Regions from separate parts of the Zea mays genome. Here region 1 is linked to region 2. Evidence: chromatin contacts called from public Hi-C data. All regions are on one chromosome and are shown on one strand. Each heading gives the region's core, a stretch centred on a gene start, on an enhancer-like site or on the middle of the called end of the contact. The rest is flanking DNA. Distances are from core to core; before and after follow the strand shown. Region 1 holds the start of LOC100382595. Region 2 holds the start of LOC103636044 (PLATZ transcription factor family protein).

What was found. A called contact is a pair of places that touch in the nucleus more often than the background predicts.
Region 1: a Hi-C map of ear shows a contact between it and region 2, with 6 times the contacts expected there. The contact joins the promoter of LOC100382595 here to the promoter of LOC103636044 in region 2. A contact is called at or near these places in 3 of 25 Hi-C or Micro-C datasets (ear, leaf and tassel).

What each region holds. Positions count from the first base shown.
Region 1 is chr1:70,047,353-70,051,932 of Zm-B73-REFERENCE-NAM-5.0, reverse strand. LOC100382595 reads left to right here and starts at 2,187. Exons shown (of 2, transcript NM_001175325.1): 1 at 2,187-2,333; 2 at 2,488-3,917. The coding sequence starts at 2,524. The coding sequence ends at 3,729.
Region 2 is chr1:69,703,654-69,708,010 of Zm-B73-REFERENCE-NAM-5.0, reverse strand. LOC103636044 (PLATZ transcription factor family protein) reads right to left here and starts at 2,013. Exons shown (of 4, transcript XM_008658404.4): 1 at 1,777-2,013. The coding sequence starts at 1,815.

The sequences.
Region 1 (4,580 bases), core at 938-3,437, 340 kb before region 2:
ACTCGGCAAAGCCTTCTTTGCCGAGTGTCGCCCAAGGGACACTCGGCAAAGACTCTTTCCCTATTCTTTGCCGAGTGCCACGCAGCTGGCACTCGGCAAAGGAAGCTTTGCCGAGTGTCTTATTCAGACACTCGGCAAAGTATATTTTTATTTTTTTGATTTTGTCTCCCAAACTTTTTGTGGTATGTTCCTACACTATGTAGACCTACATGTATCATTTGTGGACAATTATAACAGAGTTTTCAATCGTTAGTAGATTTAGTTCGTTTTTTTGAAATTCTTCGGAAAATTCAAATTTGAACTGCAGGTCACTCGAAACGTGGAAAACCGTGCATGAAAAAATGATATTCATGTTACTTAGCATAAGTTACGACCGATTTCAGAAGCGTACCGGAAACTTCGAGCAACATGCTCACTAAACATGGCCGTCAACTTGGCATGCACATGTTTAAAAATTGTATAAAACACAAACAAAGTCAGAAAATCATGAAACTTGTCCACGTGTCATGATATCATATGTAGAGGCTGTGATAAAAATTTTAGAATGTTTGGAGAAAGTTGTGAGACACTATGTGTAGAAACCTAAGAGATTCACATTGAAACTCTATGATTTCATATGTAGTCCTCTTAGGTTTCTACACATAGTGTCTCACAACTTTCTCCAAACATTCTAAAATTTTTATCACAGCCTCTACATATGATATCATGACACGTGGACAAGTTTCATGATTTTCTGACTTTGTTTGTGTTTTATACAATTTTTAAACATGTGCATGCCAAGTTGACGACCATGTTTAGTGAGCATGTTGCTCGAAGTTTCCGGTACGCTTCTGAAATCGGTCGTAACTTATGCTAAGTAACATGAATATCATTTTTTCATGCACGGTTTTCCAAGTTTCGAGTGACCTGCAGTTCAAATTTGAATTTTCCGAAGAATTTCAAAAAAATGAACTAAATCTACTAACGATTGAAAACTCTGTTATAATTGTCCACAAATGATACATGTAGGTCTACATAGTGTAGGAACATACCACAAAAAGTTTGGGAGGCAAAATCAAAAAAAATAAAAATATACTTTGCCGAGTGTCTGAATAAGACACTCGGCAAAGCTTCCTTTGCCGAGTGCCAGCTGCGTGGCGCTCGGCAAAGAAGCATCTTTGCCGAGAACCAACGGTTGGCACTCGGCAAATACTAACGGCCGTCAGCTTTGGGACGGCTGTTGACGGCTTTTTGCCGAGAGCTCCCTTTGCCGAGTGTTTGACACTCGGCAAACCCATCTTTGCCGAGTGCTGTCCTCTGCCGAGTGTTCAACACTCGGTAAAGAGTCTCTGTGCCGAGAGCCTGACTTTACCGAGTGCGGCTCTCGGCAAAACCTTCTTTGCCGAGTGCCCGACAAAAGGCACTCGGCAAAGAATCCAACACTCGGCAAAGACTCGGATTCCGGTAGTGAGAGTCTTTAAATATTGTTTATAAATATTCAAAACACCTCTCAATTGACGTGAATAAGATACATGTGTTTATATTAAAATATAAATCTACAATTCACATGTCTCTCTTTTTACTGCTGACATGAGAATTTTTTTTGTCCATGAGCCGTGATATCGATCAACTTTTAGAATGTGCTAGCATATGAGCTGGAAATTAGAATGCTAGTAAAACAAACAAACAAGAGGAGCGAGCATTTACACTTTTGCTGATAAGCTTGCATTGTCGACATTGGCCAAAAAAATTATCGATATGCTCTTCCCCTGTATTGCGGTTAATCCCCTTCCAGCTTGGGCATGCCATATCTACCTATGCACGCGAGGACGAAAGCGGCGAGAGGACGACGAGAACGGCAGGGCGATGGAGTGGTGCTGCAGGCGTCAAGGGCTCGAGAGAGGTGACGGTAGGAGGGAATGGCGAGGCGGACAGACTCGGCAAAAATACCTAACGATCTCGATAGGATGGCGAGCAGGATACAGTAGCGAGCAAGAAAGAGAGTCCGTTGGATCGGATTTTAATCCTAATTTTACTATTTTTGCATATACTAATCAATTTAGCTAGACTTTTGGAGTTGCTATGAGTAGCTACTAGTATTTTTTTTTTATTTTTGAACACTGTCGTGGCCGTGCTGGCACGGGTATAAATAGGGAGGCAGGAGGTGGTGGCTTTACAGTTATTACAGACAGACAGCAGTCCACTCGCGATTACTACTGTGATCCCCACCACACCACCTCCCGTGGAGTGGAGTGCTTCTTGGCGACCTTTCTTTGCATGTCAACGCAGACAAAAAGAACAGCGCCGCCGCCTCCACGACCACGCCGGTCGCCGAGCCTCCGTCTCCTCCCGAGGTACTGCTACTGCACTTGCTTATGGTTCTTGCTGCTGCTGATGCTTCCCGCCTCCACACGCTCCCAATTGCAATTGGATAGAATTCCTTCCCAATTCCACCACATCACGAGCGTAACAAAAACAACTCACCCCGTCTTGCTCCACCTCTCTCAGAGATCTCGCAGCCAGCTAGCCGCCGTACGTGGCCACATGGAGGCGCCGCGGGCAAACAACGGCAGGAAGCGCAAGCCCACGCCTCCCGCCGGCCTGGGGGCCCTCCACGACGACTTGCTCGAGCGGGTCCTCGCGCGCCTCCCGCCGGCCACCTACTTCCGCCTGCGCGCCGTCTGCAGCCGCTGGCGCGCCGCCGCGGCGTCCCCGACCTTCCTCCACGCCTGCGCCCGCGTGCCCTCCCGGGACCCGTGGTTCCTCATGCTCTCCGACTCCGACTCCGGGCCCCGCCCGCCCGTCGCCTTCGACGCCGCCGGCCGCACCTGGAACCGCTGCCACGCCGCGCCGGGGGCAGCCGTGCCCGTGGCCGCGTCGGCCGGCCTCGTCCTCTACCGCGCGCCGGCCACGGGCGCGCTCACCGTCGCCAACCCACTCACAGGCGCGTCCCGCGCGCTCCCCTCGCCGCCGCAGGCCGCGCGCCAGCTACAGGCCATCGCCATGTACGGCGCCGGCGGTCCCTACCGCGTGGCCCTCTTCGCGGGCGACCTCCCCGACGACCTCTCCATGGCGGTCTACGACTCCTCCAGCGACTCGTGGGAGGGGCCCCTACCGCTCGCCCGCAGGCCCGGGGACTCCTCCTGCCCCGACGCGCCGGCGCCCGACGACACGGTCTACTTCCTCAGCAAGTCCGGGGACGTCGTGTCCACCAACATGCAGCGCAGCGCGTCTAAGCAGTACTCCTCCTCAGTGGTCGTGCGCCGCGACGTCGACGGCGACGCCGACGCCGCCTTTGCCTACTTCCTCAGCTACTCGGGCACCGTCGTCGCCTGCGACACGGCGCGCCGCACCTTCGCGGAGCTGCCCCGCATCCTCCCCGTCTACTTCGAGTACTCAATCGACGTCGTCGCGTGCGGCGCAGCGGCCTACGCCGTCGTGCTTTCGGAATACCTCGGCACGGCCAGCCTGCGCGTCTGGGAGTTCGCCGGGGGCGCGTGGCGGCAGGTGGCCGCCATGCCGCCCGCCATGTCGCACGGATTCCACGGCACGCGCCCCGACATCAACTGCGTCGGCCACGGCGACCGCCTCATGGTCTGCGTCACCTCCGCCGAGGCCAACGCCTGCTTCATGTGCGACGTGGCCAGCAACCAGTGGGAGGAGCTGCCCAAGTACGTCAATGCTGACGGCGAGGCCAGCGAGTTCCTGGCCGCATTCTCCTTCGAGCCCAGAGTGGAGGTCACCGTATAAGCGCTTATGGTTATAGTGTTACTACAATTAATTGCTTTTTTGATTAAGGCGCCTTAGTTTTGGTTCGGCTCCTACTCCGTGTGATTGATTTCTTCGTGTGTGTGTGTGCATGTACTTACGGTACCGAATTGTAATGTCATTTTTCATTGACATTATTTGTCTTCAATAAAATTGCAGATTTCGTGTGCAGTCCAAAGGTACATTGTCAATAAGGAGTTGCTAACTTGCTATATATACTAGACACTTCGAATCTTGAGATGGTTTTAGAAGCAACAAATCAATCAAAAGGATAACTTACAAGAGATAATCTACATTTTTATAGTAAAATAAAAAATGTTTCATAAAGAACATCAAAAAATCAGCTACCTAAAATATAGAAGACGTGCTGGCATTATCATGCAATTTGTGGATAAAATGTCTCTTGCATCAAGAAAGCAAGGCCATAAAATAGAATATTGATGGTTTTGTATGTAATACCACAGTTGTAAAGCATACGAGAAAAGGTATGTAGATTGTAGAAGGATAAAAGTGTATTTCCGCGTCGCTAAACTTGTTCACTGCGGCTTTAATCCGGCTGCGGCTTCTACAATATTTTGTCTCTATGGATTACAACGGCAGCAGTCCGAACAACTACTGCAGGGCAGACGAACAAGCTAGCGAAATAATTATTAGCTAGGTGCCTATAATTAGAAAGTTTTTTATCTATCCCAATTAACTTTACCTATTACTCCACTATTAGTTGGATGAATCTAAACACCCTCCAAATACTGAGGTTGGATACAAGCAAGAGCAAAAGTAAAATAAAAACTTTTCTAGACAATTAAAAATAGGAGGGGAAAATATTCATGAAG
Region 2 (4,357 bases), core at 764-3,263:
ATATTAACACTTTTAGATATAGATAGCATTAATAAACAATTTTAGATCTAGATAGATATCCATGATAACCTTGTGGGACTTTACTAAGAAAACAGGTAAAAGAAGTTGCACATATCCAAAAACCAGAGACCGTTAAACGTTATTGTTGCATATGTGGCTCTAGTTCAAATATCCCTTACTACCTGAAACGCAAACATGTACGGACATGATAACGTGTAAGAAACGTTTTCACAACACAATCTAGAGCAATTGGTTACACACGTGTACCACGGTTCATATGTCCATGAGGAAAACTAGATATTTGAAATTAAAAACAACCATATATGCCACGAGGAATCTACAGTCTAATAAAACTAGGATAAAAATAAGCCATTGAAAGAAAGCAAGAATTAATAATTTTAGATATAGATAGATACCTATGATAACTTTGCGGGACTTTATTTTAAAAAATAGGTAAAATAAGTTGCACGGATCCGAAAACTAAAGCATGTGTATCTATCTAGATCTAAAATTGTTAATGAGTGCTATCTAGATCTAAAACTGTTAAATAGTGCTTTCTACTAGCAACCTTTTTATATTCTATTTTTGTTGGACTGTAGATCCATCATGGCTTATATGTTTGTTTCCTAGGTTTAGTTCAAGACCTTTTTCTCATGAGCACATATGAACCATGGTACACGTGTGTAGCCAATTGTTTTGGAATGTGCTATTAAAGGGTTTTTATGTGTTATTGTGTCCGTACATATGTTTGTATTTTAGGTAATGACTAGGGATCCTTAAACCAGAAGCACATATGCAACAAAAACAGTTGTAGTGGCTTTAGTTTTAAAAACAGTTGAAATAAGTTGCAAGGATCCAAAAACCAGAGGCCGTTACAACCGTTATTGTTGCATATGTGCCTATATATGGTCGAAATATCCCTTACTACCTGAAACACAAACATGTATGAACACGACAACGCATAAGAAACCCTTTAATAGCACGTTCCAAAATAATTGGTTACACACGTGTACCACGACCCATACATGCTCATGAGAAAAAAAGTAGATCTTGAACTAAACTTAGGAAACAAACATATATATGCCATGGTGGACCTACAGTTGAATGAAATTGGAATAGAAAAAGGTCGCTCATAGAAAGCACCGGTTAACAATTTTAGATCTAGATAGATACCCATGATAACCTTGTGGGGCATTACTAACTAAAAACTAGCTAGGTAAAAGAAGTCGCACGGATCCAAAAACTAGAGACCGTTAACCGTTATTGTTGCGTACGTGGCTCTAGTTGAAATATCCCATTAGTACCTAAAACGCAAACCATGTATGGACATGATAACGTGCAAGAAATGTTTCGGCAACACGATCCAGAGCTGTCGATTACACACGTGTACCTGAAACGCAAAACATGTACGAACATAATAACGCGCAAGAAACGTTTCGGCAACATGATCCAGAGCTGTCGATTGCACACGTGTACTACGGTTCATACGTCCACGAGGGAAACCGGAGATCTGAAACTAAACTTAGAAAAAAAACAATCATATAAGCCATGATGAATTTATAGCCTAACATACTAGGATGGGGAAAAAAGTCGCTCAAGAGGGATAGAGACCCTTTTTCAAGGAGATCAGAAGCTATATATTGCCTGGATTTATAGAGCACAAATAAACATCTAGATATGGATGAATATGAACCAGCTACTATACTGTGGTAGAAATTCGTTCTACGCACGCACGGATCCATCGAGAGCGGCAGAAGTGTTTCTCATGTATATTACCTTGTTGGTTGCGGTGCAAGAGGAACCTATGCAAGACATGTTGCCGTGCTGCTGGAGAGTGTGTTCTCTCGATCTCACAGCTCACTAGCACAGTCGTAGCATCTATGTATCTTGTGTTTTACTACTGGTTCCTCTCTCTCGCCGGAGGAAATCTGGAAAGCTGAGCCGCGCGATGGGGCCAAGATAGAGGATGATTATAAATAGGGAAACTCAGAAGGGGGAAATATAATGGCTTTTGTTTAATTAATAACACAACATAGTGTTAACGTGGCTATATCTCTCTCGTTTTAATTAATTTGTAAAAGAATCCTGAATCAGTTAATCACGGCCGTCGGTGAACTGACCTACCAACCAATCCAACGGTGTAGCCTCACGTACGCGACACCGTGATGTCGTGTGTGCCGCCGTTCCAACGAGCGGAGCCGGAGAGTGGTCAGGTCAGGTTTGATGACAGGACAGGACCAGCCAGAGAAGAGATGCCGGGCGGCCCATGCATATGCTCACGTTGAGCGCGAGGCGAGTCCGCGTGCTCGAGTTGAGCGTGAGCTAGAGCCGACGCCGTTGGTTGCAGACGCAGTTCGCGGGTGGCGCCAGCTTGGAGCCGCGCTGCTTGCGTTGCGCCTCAGCCGGTCAAGGCGTACGTTTCTACAGCGCTTTCTCTACTCATTCAATGTGCCCGGATGTCAGTTGCACTGCTTTTTAGCAGCGCTAAACTTTTGAATTCAGAGCGTGGTTTCGTCGAAGCACAGGTGATGAGAGAAAGGGGGACCGGTGGGGAAAATAATAAAAAAACTTGTGTTAAATATAGAATGGTATGTACGTTAAAGATAGAAAGTTAGATATAAAGTTGTATACGTTAAAAATAGAAAGTTACATATATTTATATAATAGAAAAGAGTTATGCTCTTACCACTATATAATCCATCAGTTTAAACTTTGCAAAAATCACACAACCAAATCACCCCATACTCATTATCCCCACTAAATTCACCTAACATATTGTACTCAAACTTAACACACTATCAAAATCAACGGTCCAGATAGTTGAATAACTCATCTCCCTTCCCCATGAACTACTTTATATGAATCATCCCTCATCCCTTCCCTTCCCTTCCCTTCCCTTCCCCCTCTCCTCACTTGCTCCACCGCCATCATCGATCATCTCCTCGGGATCGTGTGTAACACATGCTATATAGTAGTCATATGAAAGTTTAGGGTTCTGTCACTTAATTTAGGCACTGTTGAATTCAGAGCGTTGTTTCGTGGAAGCAGAGGTGATGAGGGGATGGGGGACCGGCCGGGAAAATAATAATAATAATAAAACTTGCGTTAAATATAGAATGGTATGTACGTGAAAGATAGAAAGTTAGATATAAAGTTGTATACGTTAAAGATAGAAAGTTACACATATTTATATAATAGAAAAGAGTTATGCTCTTACCACTATATAATCCATCAGTTTAAACTTTGCAAAAATCACACAACCAAATCACCCCATACTCATTATCCCCACTAAATTCACCTAACATATTGTACTCAAACTTAACACACTATCAAAATCAACGGTCCAGATAGTTGAATAACTCATCTCCCTTCCCCATGAACTACTTTATATGAATCATCCCTCATCCCTTCCCTTCCCTTCCCTTCCCTTCCCCCTCTCCTCACTTGCTCCACCGCCATCATCGATCATCTCCTCGGGATCGTGTGTAACACATGCTATATAGTAGTCATATGAAAGTTTAGGGTTCTGTCACTTAATTTAGGCACTGTTGAATTCGGAGCGTTGTTTCGCGGAAGCAGAGGTGATGAGGGGATGGGGGATCGGCCGGGAAAATAATAATAATAATAAAACTTGCGTTAAATATAGAATGGTATGTACGTGAAAGATAGAAAGTTAGATATAAAGTTGTATACGTTAAAGATAGAAAGTTACATATATTTATATAATAGAAAAAGTTATGCACTTACCATTATATAATCCATCAGTTTAAACTTTGCAAAAGTGTAATACCCAAAAGCGTAAAAGTGAAGATAGAGATGAACTCAGTATTTTGTGACCTTTATGCACCATCACATGTGAACACCATAATTAAAAAAAACAAATTAATTAATAAGATATATGTCCCTAAATTATGCATCATGCTGGTTTTCATTTTTTTGTGTGCATCTTGTGACAATATAAACATCATATGAAAAGAAATATATTAAAGTTCCAAAGGAGAATTTAGAAATTAAAAGAAAATCTAGAACTTAGCAGTGGAGGAAGAAATATTACATAACACAAAATAAATTTATAAATAAATAAATTCATCACAGATTGGGTATGTTCAAATTGTATTTTTAATCTGAGGAACATTTATCACAAGATTTGAGTTTGGAATTTAAATTTAAAATGAGAAAGGGAAAACAGAAAATAAAAAAAATGCAGTTGGGCCAACTTCATGCGTTCGGCCCATTACATCACTACACCGCGCGGCCCAGCCTCCACCCCTCAACTCGGCGCCGACCTGAGGGTCCCACCTGGCAGTCATACGCTTACGTCCATGTTTTTCTTCCACCGCTCTCTCTGTCAGCCGGG